Linked DNA regions of Danio rerio: region 1 is linked to region 2. A link is a contact called in public HiCAR-type data. All regions are on one chromosome and are shown on one strand. Each heading gives the region's core, a stretch centred on a gene start, on an enhancer-like site or on the middle of the called end of the contact. The rest is flanking DNA. Distances are from core to core; before and after follow the strand shown.

The links. HiCAR-type assays count read pairs that join an accessible place to other places.
Region 1: a HiCAR-type map of caudal fin shows a contact between it and region 2, with 7 times the contacts expected there. The contact joins the promoter of rflna here to the promoter of ccdc92 in region 2. A contact is called at or near these places in 2 of 18 Hi-C or Micro-C datasets (caudal fin and an unstated tissue) and 1 of 4 datasets of contacts at active chromatin or transcription factors (caudal fin).

What each region holds. Positions count from the first base shown.
Region 1 is chr8:51,761,398-51,764,621 of GRCz12tu, reverse strand. rflna (refilin A) reads right to left here and starts at 1,778. Exons shown (of 4, transcript NM_001007031.2): 1 at 1,550-1,778; 2 at 433-781. The coding sequence starts at 648.
Region 2 is chr8:51,578,374-51,581,480 of GRCz12tu, reverse strand. It overlaps ccdc92 (coiled-coil domain containing 92), which reads left to right and starts at 1,669. Exons shown (of 4, transcript NM_001037705.2): 1 at 1,669-1,833. It overlaps LOC141375904 (a long non-coding RNA gene), which reads right to left and starts at 2,066. Exons shown (of 3, transcript XR_012384713.1): 1 at 1,600-2,066.

The DNA.
Region 1 (3,224 bases), core at 529-3,028, 180 kb before region 2:
CAGCTCATTCTCCAAATCCCCAAAGAGAAAACACACTCACTTATAAAGTGCAGAAGTCACACTTGTCTGTAACTGAAGTGTGTGTGAGTGTAACCATACTGAACACTGCTCTCAGTAATATCCTTGATGTGAATGTAGTCAATGAAAACTGATTGTAATAAAAATATGTCTGATGTACATCATGATGTGATGTGTTTATTTGAAACCTGAGTCATACATAATGTCTAAATACTGCATAGTACGATTTACCAAAGTAGGACATGTTCCTGCATCAACATACTTTTCCTGGACAGCAAACGATACCCTACCCCTATCCTTAAAATCAGTGCACTGATTTGCTGATAAGGATATTGTTCCACTGCCTGCAAAGGATGTTGATCCAGGAAAATGCACTTCTTGGTTCTCCTCTAAAGCTTTGAGATGATTGCATACCAGTTTGCCTTCCCGGCTCTCCTTTCTGCAGTATCCTTGCAGCTCGGTCGGGGTTGAGCAGCTGGCGGACCGCGACTCGAGAATCCCCGGCGACAGAGAGTAGAAGGGTGGACTGGGGCTTGGAGGGAGTCCCGAATCCGGACTATCGAGCAGTCCCTCTCGGTTCTTTCCTTTCAAACTGTCATCCATAGCTTGCAAATGTAAATGCCCCACCATTTCTGGAAGAGCGCAATTATAATTTTTTAAACTAGCCAAATTCACTCCAAGAAGAAAGACGATGCAAGATGTGTTTAAAGTTAAAGTCCCATAACAAAGCCACACAGGGAGACCTGTTGTTTCCTTCAGAAGCCTGAAACAAAAGTAATAACATATATGGTTTATATGGAAGAACAGAGATAGTTCTCACAACTTGTACACAATTTCTCCTCAGGTTTAAAGGATTTTTGAGAGTCATTTTTAACACAGATACATTCACATTTAAGTAGGTTGTAAAAAAATAATCTAAATTTAATTCTAAATATAAAAATGTGTCTAAACCTAAACAACATTTCTGAAACAGCAAAATGTTAATGTAATAACTACTTCAAACTGCTGATCTGACTTAAAACACTAAATATTGTGTAAGTATATACCAATATAAGATGTGACAACTTCTCCTGAACACCTAAAACCTTGCTTACTGAGGTATAATCCTTGTGACAACTCAGTTTGACAACTACAGTACATGGCCCTATACAGTAGTTTACCAACTGACTTCATTCGTTAAAAAGCATTTAGGCTACTAAATAATTACAATGTATAATGACTGTACTAAATCTAGCATGGTGCCAGTGTACATAGCGTGTTTTTGAAGAGAGTTAAAACACTACCAGAACTTTTTTTAGCGCACATATTTTGATGCCCAAAATGCCGCCTAGGTAGGCATCTTACTAGATTTGGAAACGCCGCCGAACATGTTTCCAAAAGTGCTCGTTACAGAATAATACGCAGACCAGTCACATGCATTTGTTTTTATTTAATTAAAACATAAACAAAAGCCACTCCTAATGCGCTTTATAATAGATTCAGACTGTATAAAAGCGATAGCTGTCCCTTAAAGAGACTAACGTTAGGTTACCTTTGAATTGTATAAATCCCGCCGTTTAAAACTCCGTGAATGAAGTTCACGTTAGTTCATGATCTCAAAGAGTAAAATCCAAAGTAGGCGCGATTATATTCTCACAGGCAGCTTCAAAAGTGAACAGCAGAACTCGCTGAATTCTCACAAAAGTCCCCAGCTGATTATAGCCGGTGTCTTCTGTTCGTCTGTGGTCCTCCTGAAAGTGCAGAAGTGTCTCCCAGCAGCGCTGCGCCAGTTTGAGAACGAGTAGAGAGCGCGCACTCTGACCGCCAGCCTTTATGCGCCTGGAGCCAATCCAGAGCGGCCGAGCAGATGATGTCAATACAAGCTCCAACCAGCAGGGGGACCGACAGCTGCGTTTGACAGCTCTGCCCTACATTTCAGCAAAACGTTTGGCTTTTAGAGAATAATATAAAGCAAACCGCGAAAGTGTGTGTAAAGCATTAGTGTAAATCAATTTACACGTTTTAAAATGCTTTAGAACTGACCTCTGCGAGAAAAAATGCACCTCTGCGATTTCTGAAGAACATTTGTGGCTTTAAATTGCCTTGATTCTTGAGAAAGTGTACTGGGTTACTGTGGGATTAGTGTGTCACACTTCTGAAAAATTAGGGTGACCTGTATCTTTGGCCGATACACAACTTTCCTTCTCTGCCTACATGAAAAAGTACTATAGTAGTTCATAGTAAATACACTTTTTGAACCAAACTAGCCAAGTATATTTTACTGTATTATAGTATTTACAACACACTACAGCATATTATCTGTAATGAAGTGACAAACTGTAGTAAATACCGCAGTATTCTTTAGTTTCACAACTGCAAACTGTTGTTTATTGTAGTATAATATACGCAATTATATTAAAAAACATAGTAAAAAAACATAGTAATGGGTCAATTGTTTATTACTACAGTTAGGTCACCATACATAGAAACTGTGTTACTTCTACAACAGATTAATTCAGGTAATTTATTATATCATGGTTCAAAATCACTATATTTACTATAAATTCATATATATATATATATATATATATATATATATATATATATATATATATATATATATATATATATATATATATATATATATATATATATATATATATATATATATTTTATTATTTTTTTTTTTTTTGTGGGTGTAATTTAAGTCTTCGAAGAATCAGGAGCTTGTGTTATGATTAGAAAATACCTAATTTTAAGTCAATCAGAAAAAAAAAAAGAGTGACACAACGAAATTAACCATGTTTTTACTACAAATAAAGAAGAAAATAAAATGAAAAGTGTAGTTTAACCAAGGTGACCACAAATTAAACTTGTGCCAAAAACCATAGTTTAAATATGGCTGTAAAAGATTAATAATGGTAAACGATGGCTACTACACATTCACTATAATAAAACCCTGGTTAATTTTCATAATGGACGTCACTACAACCATATCCATGGTTAAACACCGCTTCAGAGCATCTGTGTGGTTTCTTCAAACCACATATGCCACACTGATAAATGATAAATAATTAGTAATAACTGAGCATATTGTAAACAAAATATAAGTGTTTCTCAGCCCTGTCTGCTATGTAGTTTATAAAACAGGTGCTAAAATCTATTTCTGCCTGAACAACGCCAGCTGAGTAAACAAAAAAACTCCTAACAAAAAATAATTCTTATTT
Region 2 (3,107 bases), core at 420-2,919:
ACCCGACAATGGATGACGAATGAGACTGATAAAGAATGATGTGGATGTTTCAATGTTTAGTGTATTTAGCATTGAACTTCACGGTGTCATAAATGTGATTATGTTTTTATGGCATTCATTTATAATTTTAAAAAGTTATACTGCATTAATTAATATGGTATAAAATAATGTTTTCTATTTATTTTGAAATGCCCGATCTTGTCTGATCTCAGATGTAAAGTAGGGTTAAGCCTGGTTAGTACTTGGATTGGAGACTGCCTAGGAATATCAGGTGCTGTAAGCTTACTGAGCTCTTTACAGGGCAATGCAGTGGCGCAGTAGGTAGTTATGTCGCCTCACAGCAAGAAGGTTGCTTGTTCGAGCCTCAGCTGGGTCAATTGGTGTTTCTATGTGGGGTTTGCATGTTTTCCCTGCGTTCGCGTAGATTTTCTCCGGGTGCTCCGGTTTCCCCCACTGTCCAAAGACATGCAGTACAGGTGAATTGGGTAAGGTAAAATGTCCGCAGTGTATGTGTGTGAATGAGCGTGTATGGATGTTTCCCAGAGATGGGTTGCGGCTGAAAGGGCATCCATTGCGTAAAACATGTGCTGGATAAGTTGGATTAATAAAGAGACCAAGCTGAAAGAAAATGAATTAATTTATTTTTAAATATTATTAAATAAATTAGGAAACTACCCATGGTACCCATTGGTATATTTACCTTTGGCCCACGGTTCTTAATGATATTTGGTTTTGGCCATTCATACAAAAAAGTTTGGGCACCCCTGCCCTATATGAATAGATACATAATAATTAAAGAAATTCAAATTACATTCTTACTTTCTTGTTTAAAAAAATGGCTAAAGTAAAATAAAGGACTGGCATGGTGGCTCAGTGGTTAGCACTATTGCCTCACAGCAACATGGTCATTGGTTCAAATCCTGGCTGGACCAGTTGGCATTTCTGTGTGGAGCTTGCATGTTCTCCTCGTGTTGGCGTGGGTTTCCTCCAGGAGCTCCAGCTTCCCCCAAAATCTAAAGACATGTGAAATAAGTGAATTGAATAAACTAAACTGGCCGTAGAGTATGAGAGTATGAGTGTGGCAAGGTAAGAGTGTATGGGTGTTTCCTAGTACTGGGTTGCAGCTGGAAGGGTATCCGCTGTGCAAAACATATGCTGCATAAGTTTGCGGTTCATTTCACTGAGTTGACACCTGATAAATAAGAATAAAGCCGAAAGAAAATTAATGAATGAATGAATGAAAATAAAGAATTAATAATTTGGGATTTTAATAAATAATTTTGTTTGATAAATAAATAAGGAATTAATAAAATAATAATAATAATAATAATAATAATAACATTACTATTATTATTATTGTCTTGACCTCAACTGATCATATGCTAGGCTGTACTTCTTATATTTTCATCTTGGTTTTAAAACATTTCAAATAGCGCTCAACGCACGTCATTATGTTTCTATGGTGATGACGCTTTGGGTCAAATAAATTTCGCTTGACACAATAAGCTCCCCATAAACTTTAACTTACCTTATCCCACTGTACATCACTGACAGCAAGACGACAAAAAAGTGTACTAGTATCGTGTACGTGCGTTTCACCTGCGCCAGAGGCCCGCTGAAGTGCGCGCGCGTGTGTATTTTCCTCAGTATCCCAGCATGCACCGCTTTATTTAGTGTTGTATCTCCGGGAGATGACAGACACAGCCCTCTCTCTCTCTCCTTCTCTCTCTGCCCCAGCGAGGAGACCAAAACCCCGCAGATCTCTCCTCTCAACAGCCCACAGACAGCAGAAGCGACCCCATCACCATTCAGTCGTTCCAGCGCGTCTTTCTGGTAGGTGTCGGCCGCGTCTTTGCGCTTTGCTCCGGTGTAATAATGCGGGCAGCTCGCATCTCTGCTGCACCTGCTCGCTCTCCAGCCTTTGACTGTTTTAAAGCTCACTGTTCTACATGATGTTTAAACGTATGTTGCCAGGTATATTTTGAGTGTAGAGTGTAAGAGCATATTAATCAGGTTGTGTGTGCGTCTGCTGCTTGTTGCGTATTTATTTTCGGACGGATGAGATCATTAATCGACCAGAATGAGTCGCTGCTGGCTGATTATTGTGACAGTAACTGGAGACGACGGTGTTATAAAGTGGCATATAGGTGTCATTGGACACTTATTAACAGGAACACGTTCTTGACTGCTTGTTTTGAATGTCAAGTGTGCATCATACGATATTTGGTATAATTCGCATTAATTTCATGCTGCGTGAATTATACTACTTAAACCATCATCAATTGGTACAGATTTTTAAAGTATATATTTTTGTATGCTTATTATTGATTGAAAGCCTTTGTTTGTAGCTTTACTTATTTTCAGTATTGTTTTGGACACGTGCTGCTGTTTTTTTTTCTGCAAAACTGCAACAGACGCATTCTTCTGTTTTCATACCTGTTAAGTGCATTCTGATGTAATTGTTTTTATTTTAGGATAGTGGTTTATATGGGTGATTGCTGCGCTGTCCGCAATGCAGGTGCTGTTTATGATCCTGCTCATCCCTAGCCATTCTCACGTGCATGTGTTGATGTGCACTGGCCAATCAGATGCTGCCATGAAAGTCCCACATTTTGTCACTCATGAACAATTTTCGCCATTCTATGAGCAGCATATGCTTGGTGTTCTTTAATAAGTGGTTTGTCTAATAATAGAAACGTCTGATTATGAACTGTATGTCTGCTGCTGCTATTGTTGCAAATGTAATGTCATCATACTATGTTACATCATGCAGGAGTGTAGTGGGTGTGACCTCTTGGAAGCGCTGGATGTTTGCGTGTGACTAGGATACAGCAGTGTTTTTAGAGTCTCTTCTATCTGCAGCTCATTGATAATTAATGGGGAGATGAGAGAGAATTTGGAGGGCAGGATAAAGAGCTGCTTAAGGGACATTTCACCCCCCAAAATGCACATTTGTTGATAATAACTTTCAGATAGTTATAAGAAGGTCCATATGTAATCTGCACCACAGAAATCCACAGATTTTTACCACATCATTGAGTCTATTTATATTCTTGTTTAAATGTGTGAAAATTTACCAGTGGCATGAAACACTAAACTCTGGCAAT